2 separate regions of the Rattus norvegicus genome follow, and region 2 is linked to region 1. Evidence: chromatin contacts called from public Hi-C data. All regions are on one chromosome and are shown on one strand. Each heading gives the region's core, a stretch centred on a gene start, on an enhancer-like site or on the middle of the called end of the contact. The rest is flanking DNA. Distances are from core to core; before and after follow the strand shown. Region 1 holds the start of Heg1 (heart development protein with EGF-like domains 1). Region 2 overlaps Slc12a8 (solute carrier family 12, member 8).

Region 1 (7,203 bases), core at 2,187-4,686:
AGAAAACATGAGCTCAGCATCTGCATGCACCAGGAGAGAGGCAAGGTTAAAAGGATTTGGCTTTTCAGCACGCCATACACCAAGTCCCTCTCTCTACTTGTGACAACCTCTGTCAGAGAAGCGGGCTTCTAGATGCCAAGAACTACCTCTCAGCCTCAGCCAGTTAGGGTCACCTTCTCCCCAGCCAGCCTTCAGAGCACCTTGCAGTGGTAACATGGCGGCCAAGCTAAATGATGAGTTGAGCAGCAAAGTTGAGGCAATTTAGAAAACAGCTCAGAAGGGGCTGGGCTCACGGCGCTCTTCCTTTAGGGAACCACATTTTTCTAAGATTATTATTCCTTGGACTGGCTGCTTCATTTAACTAGGCAGCACCATTTCCCCTTCGGGTGGGGAAGTTCTTGCCTTCTGCCAGGATTCTCATTCTGAGTCCAGCCTCTTTCCTGCCCCCTTCTCCTCTCTGCAGCTCTCACATTGAAAGCATGGACTGAAAAATTAAACTTCGTTCTCAGCTTGGAGCTATGGTTCTGGGGGACCCTGCGTTGTAGGAAAGCCAACAGAGAGGGGGAAATCTCTCGCTCTAGGCTTCTTTTCATTGATGGTTGAAGCGGCAACCACAGCAGAACAGGGTGACAGGTGGGCCACGGAAGCCAAACAATGGCTATACAAACAGGGGGCAGCTCTCCTTGGAGGACAGTGTAACATAGACAAACAGTCCACAAATGGAATGCAAACACAGACAGCCAGCAGTGAGAACCTTGAACTCTATGGGAAGAGAGGAGAGCTAGAAGGATCCTCTGGGAAGAATTGAGTCTCCGCTACTCACAGGGGAAAAATTGGAAGCCCGGACTGTGATCACCAGGCACTGGCTACCAGCACCCCAGTAAGGTACGGCTCAGGATAGTTTTCCCAACCATTAGCTTAAGGGCATTATTTGTGTGGCTCAAGGTTCATTACCATCAGGAAGACTCACCTCCCTAACACAAAACTGTGGATGCAGAGCATGGGTGACCATCTGCCTGGGGTACCAGGGAGGCTGAGTATCTGCAAAGGGTCACAAAGGTCTTCTACAGAGGTGAGGCCCTAACAGTGTGTGATGGCCAATCAGAGTGGGCCAGGAAAAAAACGTTAAGAGGTTGCTATAAAACTCTGGCTCCCTGACATTGCTGACTGCTGTTGTATTGCCTCTGTTTGCTGTTTCCTTTTTCTAAGTGATATTGTTTGAGGCATTAACAGAAACCAGAGAGGCAGTGCCTGGATCTTCAGCCACACCGGTCACTTCTAGCAGGTTTCAACAGGTCATAGAGTGCACCATTTCTAACGTCACCTTTCAAACATCCCTGCCCCAGACTGGGTCTTAGAGCACTAGAGATCAGGAAACCTTCTTAAAAGTCTGGATTATTCCAGTTCCTTCCTGAGTTCTTCCTCTGCCCGAAGCCCCTATCCTGCTCTCCCCTAAACGAATGGAACAGAGAAGGTTCCAGCACCACGGCCGTGAAAAAGCCTGAAGGTCTGGCTCTCATAAGGCCCCATTCTTACCTTATTTCCCCCTAACTCAGGTGCTACTATAGCCCCACACTACACTCACCCCTGTGTGAGCCTGGGAGAGTCCCTGCTCTAGGAAGGAGAGCCCTGTGCCAGCCTCAGCAACCCGCCCCCTTCACAGCCCCTCACAAGATGGATCCCGCAGCCGGAGGACCAGCTACTGACACCTGCCTTGGATTCCTGGGTGGCTGTCCGAGTTACAGTCCCTTACACACCACTGTATCTACGACACTCCACAAATGTCCTACCGTGTCTCTCAGTTACTTTCCTACGGTAACAAGATTATGGACGCTAGGGCTGCACGGTGTGTGTCTGTAAGGATCTTCAGAGCTGCTTTCCTTTCCCTTCCCTCACCTTTCCTCAGTTACCCTTCCTGACCTGGACCAGTGACTCAGAAGTTCACAAGGTCAAGGCAGTCTGCAGAAGGGGAGATTACCGGTCAATCAAGGCTTTATGAGGGTAGAAAAGTTTCTCTTGTTCAATTCTAGGAAGCAGTACCTCTCCGTTCTAAGGATGAGAAAGTTGGGAGAAAGTTTGTGAAGTGTGCAAGACAGACAGGCAGACAGACAAGATGAGAAAAGGGGGGGGGGGGAGGGAGGTGGACACTGGACAAAATCTTGGCAAACCCAGCAATGTGGCAACAACTGAGGCCGTTGTGTGCCCTTTGCCTCTCACAGGAGGACAACTGGCTAACATCACCTAGTCTGGATTGGTTCACAGTACCTATTATTTTTACTTTCATTTTGTCACCTCTTGTCACTTGGGAGGCTGAATGGGGCCCTTCTATTCCACAGATGAGGAAACCGAGAGCCAAAGACATACACAGCCGAGGTCGTATGGGCGTTAGATTAGAATCCCACCCAGGCCGTGGCATTTTCTTCCACCAGAAAAAGGAACTAGAGACAAAGGCGTTGGGCACAGGAGTTGAGTCCCCATTCTGTGACCAGGACAGGCAGTGCCTGCCTGCACAGCAGCTGGCTGAGGAGAAAAGGACTCCAGGACAGTCCAGAGCCAGCCGGCGTCTTGCAGGATTTTGACCTTACAGCCCCCCACCCCCACCCCAAGTACCCCGATCCTATGGTTGGCTAGGTAGCTCGTTTTGTTTTAAACGAGCACTCTTTGTCCTTTAAGATGTCCTAAGTACTAGAAGCCTATCAAACTCCAAAATCCGTTATTTACTTACACTGGAAAGTCAGGCTCTAGACCAGAAGAGAGCAGTTCTTCCTCGTGAGGACGAGGACGGGAAGGGGGGACTGAAACCGAGGGACAGCAGCCAGAAGTTTCCACTCCCCACGAGGTAGGAGAGGCTCTTTGGGGTCTTCTTTTTGTAAAAGGGAAAAGGGTATGGGCTACCCCAGGAGAGAGTTTTCTTCCAAAGCTCGGGAAGGGAACGCATGTGTAGACTTTATATTCCAGTGGCCAGGGACAGTATTTCTCTGTCCTGGGCCACCCCCAGGGTTCTACCCACGAGGGTCCATGGAACCGCGCGGCCCTGGTGGAACAGCCCCCTAGAGCCCACGCCCCCTGCCCCACGCTGGAGGTTCTCACTCACCCGCGCTCACGCCTCTGGGGACACGTCCGGAACGTCCCCGCCGGGTCGCGACGCCGGGCCCGGGGACCGTGTGTCCAGCGCCAGGCGGCGAAAGCGGCCCCGCGGCCCGGAGGAGTGTACGGTGGGCCGGGGAGGGAAGCGGGCTCTGCGCCCCGGAGGCGGCGGGCCGCAGCAGCAGCAGCGGTAGCAGCAGCAGCAGCAGCAGCGGTGGCGGCGGCCACCGCGGGGCGCGCGGCGTGGCCATGGTGGCGGCGGCCGCCCGCGCTCACATGCCGGGTGCCGGGCGGAGGGCGGCGGCGAGCGGAGCGGGATGCGAGCGCGCTCTCAGCCGCAAAAGTTGTGCGAGCCGCGGGAGGGCGGAGGCGGCCCCGTTGCTGCCACACGCCAATCAGCCCGGGCGGGTCGCGGGGCGGGCGGCTCCTCCTCGGTTGACATCACCCGCCCCGCGCGGGGGCCCGGGGGCGGGGAGAGGGCAGGAAGAGGGCGGGGGCGGTCTGGGTCTCCCGAGTGAGCTCACGGAACCCCCGGGTGAACTCATGGAGCCTCCTGTAACTTCTGTCACAGGGCCCATACCGTGGAGCATCGCTTTGGCTTTTGGAGAGATGGAAGGGGGCGGGGGTTCCTTAGCCAGACAGTAGGTCTGTGAAAAGTAAATCCTGACAATATAATTGTTATCAGGTGAGTGAGTGAGTGTACAGAGTGCTTTCAAAAATACCCGGTTCCGTAGCGTGGATTTAAAGAGACCCCAATCCACCGCAGCCCTTTTGGGTCCCCAGCGCTGGTGAGAAGCTTCCTTCCGCCAGGGCGGGAACCCTCATCTTCTTTAAGGCTCATAAGTCTGATTTCCTTCCCACGCTGTCTTTGGCTTACACCACCATAGTTCTTCAGAGATGTCGCTGCTGAGACACCCAAAGAGGCCACAGGGAAGAGAAAACTGAACCCGGGCTGGGGCAAGGGAAAACCCATAGCCAGGAAAAGGGCAGCAATTTGCAAATTAAACATTTAAAAATTCGGCCCATACTGAAGTTGAAATGAAACCTTTAGGGAGATGTTCCAAGACAGAGTGTCAGTAAATTTGCTTGGTAAGTAAAATTCTGTGTGCGTTCCTATTCCCTCCCTCCAGGAGACAATGACACAATGTCCAGATTTTAGGACCCAAGTCTCTTTTATTTGTAAGAGAGAGCAGCTCAAAATGGGGGAAATAACTTGCTTAAGAGTTGCTAGGAGAACCAACAATTAAAGGATTTCTCATCGAATGAACATGTGGCTTCGTTCTTACCTCATAGTTTAGAGTTGTCAATAATTCAAAGTCTCATCCAAAATGAAAACCACAGATCCCTTGGGATGCTCTCAGATGTGCTAGGGTCTTTTGTCTGTTTACCAAATGTTCAGGAAACAGGCTTGTCTCTTTCCCCGTGTCTCTGCCTCTCTCTGTCTCCGAGCCTCCATGACCCACCTCCAGGGGAGTGATCAGATCATAATGTCCAGGGTAGGGGCAGATGGGCCTAGACCCATTTTCTGGTGACTCAGTACAAGTGAGTCACTTGGCAGGAAACAAAGGCTGCTCCGCATAAACAAGCTTACCTTACACAAATGAGCAAAGAGGAGAGGATGGGCTTGAGTTAGGGTTTATAGAACCTCAAAGGAAACCTAACTTTTCAGGTCTCACATGCAATGTTCAGTCCTCTTTCTCTCTTTCCTTCTCTCTAAAACAACAACAACAACAACAACAACAACAACAACAATAACAATAACAACAACAACAATAACAATAACAATAACAACTCCAATTATGGCCCCAGCTCAACGCCTCCTGACACCACTGCCAGCTCCCAGGAGGAGCTGAGAGTTCTACATCATCATCTGAGGGCCACTAGAAGACTGGATCCCACATGGTCAGGAGGAGGGTCTCATTGCCCACCCCCACAATGACACACTTCCTCCAACAAGGCCACACCTCCTGATAGTGCCACACTCCCTGGGTTAAGCATATGCAGACCACCACAGCTAGTGTGGGGGCTTTGGTATTCACAACAGCTACCTGTTACTAGGGGCTGCCTTCGTTTTATTGGCAGGACTACACAGCAGACCAGACTCGGCTGGTCAAGCTCCAGCAGGCCAATCCACTGCGCTCGGAGGCTCTGGTCATTACAGCTTCCTCCCTTCAATAGAAAGGAGGACTAGTTAGAGAGCAGGGCAAACTTATAGGCAAACAAGAAGGTGTAAGGGTTTAAAGGCCTGACCGGGCTTCTCCTGTGCGTTCAGAAAACTCACTTGGGAATCTTGCCTTTGCCACCAACGCCCAAGGGCACTGCACCTGCCACCTGCCCCTCCCTTTAAGCATTACGGATCTGTCTTTCTACCTTCTAAGTCAACGGAACTTTCAGAGAAACAGCCAGCTTAACCGGTGGATACAAAGTTGCAAAGATGGTCCTAATACTTTTCCATCTCCAAGGACAAAGTATGAGTGATCAGCAAGGAGGCTACACTCAGGACAGAAACTTGCAAACAGTGGTCAGCTTGGTCTCAGAATCTTTATTTTCCTGACTTTTCCACTCTTTGACTGTGATCCGGGCCTCAATTACTCCATCTATAGAACAGATTGTCCTAGATGGTGGATGAGAAGTATTCTGTCCCTGGTGGTTTAAGGTTCGAAGGCAAAGCTCTTCACACAGGTGCCTTAAGGACACAGGAGCCAGGGCCTAGTGAAGCCACCAGAGTGGAGCTCTCTGTAGGTGGGTCTGAGAGAAAGGGTTGTTGTAAGTGTGAAAGAGAATAGCCAGAGGCACTCGGGAAGTCCGAAGTCGCCATGGCTGCCTCTCAGGGATGGAGAGTACGAGAAGAGAATCGATCGGCCCTGCAGATATCTCTCTTGGGAGCAGAGAAAAAAATGGGGAGAGGAGATGAGGGAGTGAAGCAAAAGTGGGAGAACCCATCCTTTATTAAGAACAGGTAGTTGGGCTGGAGAGATGGCTCAGTGGTTAAGAGCACCGACTGCTCTTCCAGAGGTCCTGAGTTCAAATCCCAGCAACCACATGGTGGCTCACAACCATCTGTAATGAGATCTGATGCCCTCTTCTGGTGTGTCTGAAGAGACTGACAGTGTACTTATATGTAATAAATAAATATTTAAAAAAATCATGTCTCTCTATCAATTAAAAAATTAAAAAAAAAGAACAGGTAGTTGTAGTGTGTGTGTGTGTGTGTGTGTGTGTGTGTGTGTGTGTGTGTGTGTACAGAAAGGGAGAACCACGTGGGAGCTGTAGAGGGAGAGGTGAGAAGGGTCAGAAGACTGATGTCGTATTCAGGGTTTTACTGCTGTGAACAGACACCATGACCAAAGCAAGCCTCATAAAGGACAACATTTCATTGGGGTCGGTTACAGGTTCAAGGCAGGAGCATGGCAGCATCCAGGCAGCCATGGTGCAGGAGAAACTGTGAGTTCTACATCTTCATCTGAGGGCCACTAGAAGACTGGCTCTCACATGGTTAGGAGGAGGGTCTCATTGCCCACCTCCACAATGACACACTTCCTCCAACAAGGCCACATCTCCTGATAGTGCCACACTCCCTGGCATATCCAAACCCCCATAGTGTGGGGGCTTTCATATTCACAACAGCTACCTGTTACTAGGGGCTGCCATAGTTTTATGTGACAGGAAATTGACCTTTCTGGCAGACAGGTGTGTGAGGAAGGTTACCAGCAATCCTTCTGTAGTCACTGCCTTTTGGGGTTTGGTACTTAAGAGTCTTCTTCAGGAACGTGGAGATACAGAGTCTAGATCATGTCAGATGACTTAGAAGAACTTCTCTCTAGAACCAGGAGGACATATACAGTGCCCTCATAGATCTATTCTGGTCTTGAGAGTCTGATGATCTAGACTGAAAACAGCTCAGGCCGAATTCTGGGCTGGGGCTACAGAAGCAGGAGTGAGGTCGTACCATAGAGGCTGACAGGGAAGTCAGCCGGAATACAAGGTCTCTGTCACCCCATGCTACACGGAGTCAGAGCGTGTACAGTGGCTTTCATGCCTTGGTTTGCAGTAACGAACAGGACTCCCATTTCCAGTAGCTTTAAACCCTGTGATATTTCCTCCATGTTCACAACC
Region 2 (7,203 bases), core at 2,732-5,231, 110 kb after region 1:
TGACAATCTGGAAAAGGTAAAGGCTAAAGAACTCGCCACTAAACTGGGTTAAATGTACACTTAGGTTTTCTGTACATAAATATAATTATAAAATTAAAAAAAATAACATTTGGGATCAAGCCAAGTGTCCACAACAGGAGAAACCATAAGCAAAGTGTAGTGTATTTGGGGAGTGGAATATCATTCAGCCATAAAAAGGAATGAAGCGGTGGCTGTAAAGAAAGCATAGTTGGTAACCTACTTGCCTTGCAAGCATGAGGACCTGAGGTCAACACTCCAGAATCCAGATTTTTAACAGCCAGGGGGCCAAAGAATTTACTCAGAGGACAGGAAAACTTGTTCCACGATCATGAGGACAGGAATTCAGATTCCGGCATCCCTGTCACAAGTTGGGTATCCCCACAGACAGGTGCCTGTAAACTTCAGCAATGAGGGATGAGGAGACGGGAGGGTTACAGAGGCTTGCTGGCTTCCAGCCTATACAATAGAAGTTCCAGCTTCAAGGGGAGACTCCGCCTCAAAGATAAAGGCAGACAGGGAGAGGGAAGGACACTCAACAACACCCTCTTCTAGCCTCTGCATGTGGCTACCCACACAAATGTAAGCACACACACATACACATTGGTTAATTAGCTAATTAAGTAAATGTTTTATTCTACGTGTCTGGGGGGTTGGCTTGCATGATTGCACAGCTCGTGCATGCCTGGTGCCAGCAGAGACCAGAAGAGGGCATTTGATCTCCTGGAGCCAGAGCTACAGATGCTTGTGATTGCTGGGAACCAAACCCGGACCCACAAGAACAGCTGGTGCTTTTAACCACCGAGTCATCCCTCAGCCCCACTGATCAAATATGCTTTCAGGTGGGGTGTGCTGACACGTGCTTATAATCCTGCCACTGGGGACACAGAGACAAGCAAATAAATCCCTGGGGCTCACCGGCCAGTCTGTCTTAACTACTTGGTGAGCTCCAGGCCAGTGAGAGGCTCTGTCTTGAAAGCATGGTGGACAGCACCTGAGGAACAGCAACTAAGACTGTTCTCTGCACACACAGACTCTTGGATGGATAGACAGACAGACAGATGGACACACACACACACACACACACACACACACACCATACACAATAGGGATGAAACACTGGACATGCTACAACGTAGGTGGTCTTTAAAAACATTACACCAAGTGCATGGACAAATGCCATAGGAGTCTGTCCGTGAGAAACATCCAGCCTGACTAACAAACTCAGAGACAGCCACAGCAGAACAGTCCCCCAGGGCCAAGGGACTCGGTTTCTTTTTGGGGATGTGGGAACCTTCTGGGAGTCCAATGGTGGTGACTGCTGTACATTGTGCTATGACTAACTGATCCCACTGAATTGCTTACCCAAAAATGGCTTAAACATCAACTCACACCTTAGAGATATTTTATCACAATAAAAAGAACCCACTCCTTGGCATATGCCCCTCAGGGACCACAGCCCGCAGCCTTGATTTAGACCCAGCCCCTGGCTGCTTTACACATACAGAAATGGTGAATGAAAGTGCTTCTTGGTTGAGGCCAGTGGGAAGTCAGGTACAAGGCAGTAGCCTCCCAGACATGGCTACTCCCCAAACAGAGCTGGCTACAGCCCAGGAGGGAAAGATCAGTGCTAGGTTCACTGTGTTCCACCTGTCAAACGCAGATACAGGTAGAGCCCTGTGTGTTCCTGAGTTTAAGTGAAAGCCTGGGCTCCCTTTGCTGACACCTGGAGCCTTGGTATGTCAGTGGCGGAGGTGAGAGGCAGGCAAGGACGCCATTGAGAAGCAGAGGTTTGGGTGTCTCAGGGTCAGGTGTTCCCAGCGGTCACACTTGGCCCACGTGTTCCCACTTCCAAGACTCTCGTGATCACCAGGACTTGAGATCTGGGAACAACTTTTAACATGGTCCCCACAAGCCAGGGCTAGCCTTGGGGTAATATGCTATCCACCTAGGCAGCCCCGTGACAGTGGAAGCACTCTGGCTCTAAAGCTCCATGCTGTTCATGTCCTCATAGGGGCAGGCAGAGCTCAGTGCTCTAGGTACCCATGGCCTTCAGACGCCAAGAGAAAGCAGGCAGGGGAGTACCTGCCTGCACTCATTTCCTTTCTGTGTCTTCGCTGTGAGGGTGAGGTGCTGTCCGGGACACCTCCTCACAGAAGAGGACACCTCAGGGTCCCTCCTTCTGCATCAGTTCCTCAGTTCAGACTAGGACGTCATCATTTGGGTGTGGAACCTGGAGTCTTTGTTAACAGGGTAGAAAGTGCTCTAATGACAGCGGCATAAGGGAACACAGGGGGAAAAGGGGAATGGCTTGGATTAAAGTGTCCAGGTGCCTACTTCACGGTGCAGAGCCGAGTCCCGGAAGCAGCAGGGCCTGAGCGCTGTTGAAAGCCTACTCCTGGCTCCGTTCCTTCCTCACCCCCAATCTACAACACAAGGATCTTCATTTTCATACGGGCCCTAGATCCTGAGACCTGAGAAACACTGTCTTGGCACGCAAACCAGTGACTTCCAGGGGCTTCTCCATCTAGGATAAGCAATGACAGTGACAATAACTCTCTGCTGGGCACCTGCTTCATGGTCTCAGACAGACCAGCAAGGCAGGCATTAAGGTCTTCAGATGTGAGGAGAGGTTGGCAGGATCCGTGCAGCAAGTTGCAGCCATGCAGGGATTTGTTATGAGGAGCCTAACTCTAAAAGCAGGGCTCAGGAGAGCAACTGTGGTGCAACCTTTCACTCGAGGCCAGCAACTACAGCCTCTTGCTGACTTCCTGTAGGGCCAGAAATTCCCTGTGTTCCCTAGGGAGGTGGTTCCAGGGGCTTCCTAGGCCTGGGCTGCTGCTGCGGCTGGACTAAGCCTGAAGCAGCCTCAGTATCTTCTCAGAACTTGTCCATGAGGAGGAGCTTGCATGGACACCTGCGGAGCACACGAGGGTCCTGGGCTAGAGTGGCATGGGAGTTGGAACAGTGAGCAGGCCTGGGACCGCTTCATTATGAGTTCAGAAATCTCAGCACTGGACCCCAGAGTGCAGGCACAGGAAAGAAAGCAGGGGGAGGACCAGCTCAACTCCCATATTACTGTTATGGCTTGCAAATTTATGATGACAGCCCTAGGGGGAAGCATGGCTCTGCCAGCTCCACCTGGCTGGCCCTCACAGCCTCCTGGATCCCCAGCCAACCTTAGATGGGCGCTCGGCCTCAGCGACTCACCGTGACTGCCCATTCCCCAATCAAATGTGCAGGATACCTACGAGGCCTGCCTGGCAGACCCACCCACCATCACGATGCCTCCGCGCGCGCGCGCGCGCGCACGCACACAGTGCTCCCAAAGTGCTTGAGCCTCAGAGTACCATGATTTGCTCTCCCACAGCAGAGCATTCTGCATACTTCTCAATGCCACGGGCTACTGACCTCCGCCCCTATAGTGAGAGGCGCACAAGGCTGGCTGAGCCAGAACCTGGCGGGTCACAGGCAGAACGTGCTAGCCCAACCCTCAGGGCGCCATCCTTTACTTCCTTGGAACTCCCAGCTTGTCAGAGCTCAGTAATGTTAAAGGACCTCCCAAGCCAGTGATTTCATACACCAGGCATTCATCCACAGAACTCTGGCCAGGGAGGCCGGCCAGCCCTGCCGCCTGCCCACAGAGTTGGATCCCAGTTGGCAGAAACTGGGCAACATTGACTCTCACTTGCTCTGCACCGCTCATCGGGCTCCATGGCCTCTGCAGCCTGCGGTTCCTTTCTGTGCCCTTCAGTGCGAAGGGCAGCAAGATGACAACAATCGGGCTGGGGATTTAGCTCAGTGGTAGAGCGCTTACCTAGGAAGCGCAAGGCCCTGGGTTCGGTCCCCAGCTCCGAAAAAAAGAACCAAAAAAAAAAAAAAAAAAAAAAAAAAAAGATGACAACAATCAGTGGACCCATCTCAGTTGTAGGGCGGGGTTTGGGGCCAGTCATTCTTTGTCAGAACCAAACTGAGGACAAGAGGAGGGAGTGAGACTGCACAATCCTTATAGCACTCGCAGCTGCCGTTCTGCCCATAGAAAACCTAATCCAAATCAGGACATCCGGGTCCCTAAAACCCTTTCTCCCTCACCCAGAGACACATTAAAAGTCCAACACACTTACTCTTTTTTTTTTTTTTTTGATTCTTTTTTTTGGAGCTGGGGACCGAACCCAGGGCCTTGTGCTTCCTAGGTAAGCACTCTACCACTGAGCTAAATCCCCAGCCCCCAACACACTTACTCTTAAAAACAAGAATCCCCCACATAAGATGATATTCCATAGGTAGAACACACAGGCCGTCCATCCAACAAGTCTCTGGCTGGAGTTAACAAGGAAGAAGATATGGATTTGGGAGGAACTGAGGACAAAGAACAGAAAGAGAGAGGGAGAAATAAAGGAAGACACAGCAAGCCAGGAGGGAGCGAGGAGAGAGGAAGGTAACGCCGCCGAGGGGTGTGGCGGTCTGGCTTTGCTGTGGGATCAGTCAGTAGTTCCAAAATCTCCACCCAGACCCTCGCATTTTCTTATCACTTTCCACTGCTTAATCCTCTAAAAATTCCTGGGTCCTGATCCTTACTCTTTCTCCCTTCAGGGCCAAGGATGCCTCTGGGAATCTGGCAGCAGTCCTGGACTCTCTCCCAGAAAAATATACTTATCCACTTACAAGCCCTCTTGAAATTTCAGGAGCTCTTGGACTCCATACTAGGAGCTAGGTCCTCCACTGTCATCAGAAAAACTCATAACAGCCCAAATAATTAAACTACATTAAATTAAACTAAGAGGTTAGGTGTGGTGGTGCATGCTGGAATGTCAGCAGTTGGGAGGCTGAGGCAGGGGGATCTCTACACGTTCAAAGCTGGTCTGGTCTCCAGAGCAGGTGTTTCAAGACAGTTAAGATCATATCCCTGTTCCCGCCTTCTGAAAGGGGGATGGGATGTGTCTTTAGAGAGAACACTGGCTGCACTTGAGCGTATCTGGGGCCCAAGCACTTGTCCCTAGGGAAGTCCTTACCAGGTGAACTAGAAGCAAGACCAGGGCCCGCCATGTGTGTGGGTGGTTATTATGCAGCAAAAGGCCCACCTTTGACTCAGGCAGCCCTATCCACCTGTTCAGATATTCAGTCTTTACAGGTTCATGAAATGGTTAAGAAACAACAGGATTAATATAGTAAATATGGCCATTTTACCAAAAGCGATCTACAGATTCAATGCAATCCCCATCAAAATATCAATCCAATTCTTCAGAGAGTTAGACAGAACAATTTGCAAATTCATCTGGAATAACAAAAAACCCAGGAAAGCTAAAATTATCCTCAACAATAAAAGGACTTCAGGGGGAATCACTATCCCTGAACTCAAGCAGTATTACAGAGCAATAGTGATACAAACTGCATGGTATTGGTACAGAGACAGACAGATAGACCAGTGGAATAGAATTGAAGACCCAGAAATGAACCCATACACCTATAGTCACTTGATTTTTGACAAAGGAGCCAAAACCATCCAATGGAAAAAAGATAGCATTTTCAACAAATGGTGTTGGTTCAACTGGAGGTCAGCATGTAGAAGAATGCAGATCGATCCTTGCTTATCACCCTGTACAAAGCTTAAGTCCAAGTGGATCAAGGACCTCCACATCAAACCAGATACACTCAAACTAATAGAAGAAAAAGTGGGGAAGCATCTCGAACACATGGGCACTGGAGAAAATTTCCTGAACAAAACACCAATGGCCTATGCTCTAAGATCAAGAATCGACACATGGGATCTCATAAAACTGCAAAGCTTCTGTAAGGCAAAGGACACTGTTGTTAGGACAAAACGACAACCAACAGATTGGGAAAATCTTTACCAATCCTACAACTGATAGAGGGCTTATATCCAAAATATACAAAGAACTCAAGAAGTTAGACTGCAGGGAGACAAATAACCCTACTAAAAATGGGGTTCAAAGGGGTTTGGGGGTTTAGCTCAGTGGTAGAGCACTTGCCTAGCAAGCGCAAGGCCCTGGGTTCGGTCCCCAGCTCCAAAAATAATGGGGTTCAGAGCTAAACAAAGAATTCACAGCTGAGGAATGCCGAATGGCTGAGAAACACCTAAAGAAATATTCAACATCTTTAGTCATAAGGGAAATGCAAATCAAAACAGCCCTGAGGTTTCCCCTCACACCAGTGAGAATGGTTAAGAGCAAAAACTCAGGTGACAGCAAATGCTGGCGAGGATGTGGAGAAAGAGGAACACTCCTCCATTGTTGGTGGGATTGCAGACTGGTACAACCATTCTGGAAATCAGTCTGGAGGTTCCTCAGAAAATTGGACATTGAACTACCTGAGGACCCAGCTATACCTCTCTTGGGCATATACCCAAAAGATGCCCCAACATATAACAAAGACACATGCTCCACTATGTTCATAGCAGCCTTATTTATAATAGCCAGAAGCTGGAAAGAACCCAGATGCCCTTCAACAGAGGAATGGATACAGAAAATGTGGTACATCTACACAATGGAATATTACTCAGCTATCAAAAACAATGACTTTATGAAATTCATAGGCAAATGGATGGAACTGGAAAATATCATCCTGAGTGAGGTAACCCAATCACAGAAAAATACACATGGTATGCACTCATTGATAAGTGGATATTAGCCCAAATGCTTGAATTACCCTAGATGCACAGAACACATGAAACTCAAGAAGCATGACCAAAATGCTGATGCTTCACTCCTTCTTTAAAAGGGGAACAAGAATACCCTTGGCAGGGAATAGGGAGGCAAAGTTTAGAACAGAGGCAGAAGGAACGCCCATTCAGAGCCTGCTCCACATGTGGCCCATACATATACAGCCATCCAATTAGACAAGATGGATGAAGCAAAGAAGTGCAGGCCGACAGGAATGGGATGTAGATCTCTCCTGAGAGACACAGCCAGAATACAGCAAATACAGAGGCGAATGCCAGCAGCAAACCACTGAACTGAGAATAGGACCCCCGTTGAAGGAATCAGAGAAAGAACTGGAAGAGCTTGAAGGGGCTCGAGACCCCATATGTACAAAAATGCCAAGCAACCAGAGCTTCCAGGGACTAAGCCACTACCTAAAGACTATACATGGACTGACCCTGGACTCTGACCTCATAGGTAGCAATGAATATCCTAGTAAGAGCACCAGTGGAAGGGGAAGCCCTGG

What was found. Hi-C and Micro-C count contacts between places; a contact is called where the count stands out from the background.
Region 2: a contact with region 1 is called in a Hi-C map of the A7r5 cell line, with 2.0 times the contacts expected there. The contact joins the enhancer-like site here to the promoter of Heg1 in region 1. A contact is called at or near these places in 3 of 12 Hi-C or Micro-C datasets (the A7r5 cell line, frontal cortex and psoas muscle).

What each region holds. Positions count from the first base shown.
Region 1 is chr11:80,596,656-80,603,858 of GRCr8, forward strand. Heg1 (heart development protein with EGF-like domains 1) reads right to left here and starts at 3,437. Exons shown (of 18, transcript NM_001427854.1): 1 at 3,095-3,437. The coding sequence starts at 3,338.
Region 2 is chr11:80,709,995-80,717,197 of GRCr8, forward strand. All of the region lies in intron 4 of Slc12a8 (solute carrier family 12, member 8), which reads right to left. Among named protein-coding and RNA genes, the nearest start is that of Slc12a8, 57 kb to the right of the region's middle. Within about 2 kb of position 3,982, at least 28 of the 93 cell types and tissues checked have an H3K27ac peak or open chromatin away from gene starts, as enhancers often do. A contact at or near this core is called in the A7r5 cell line, where this site is marked.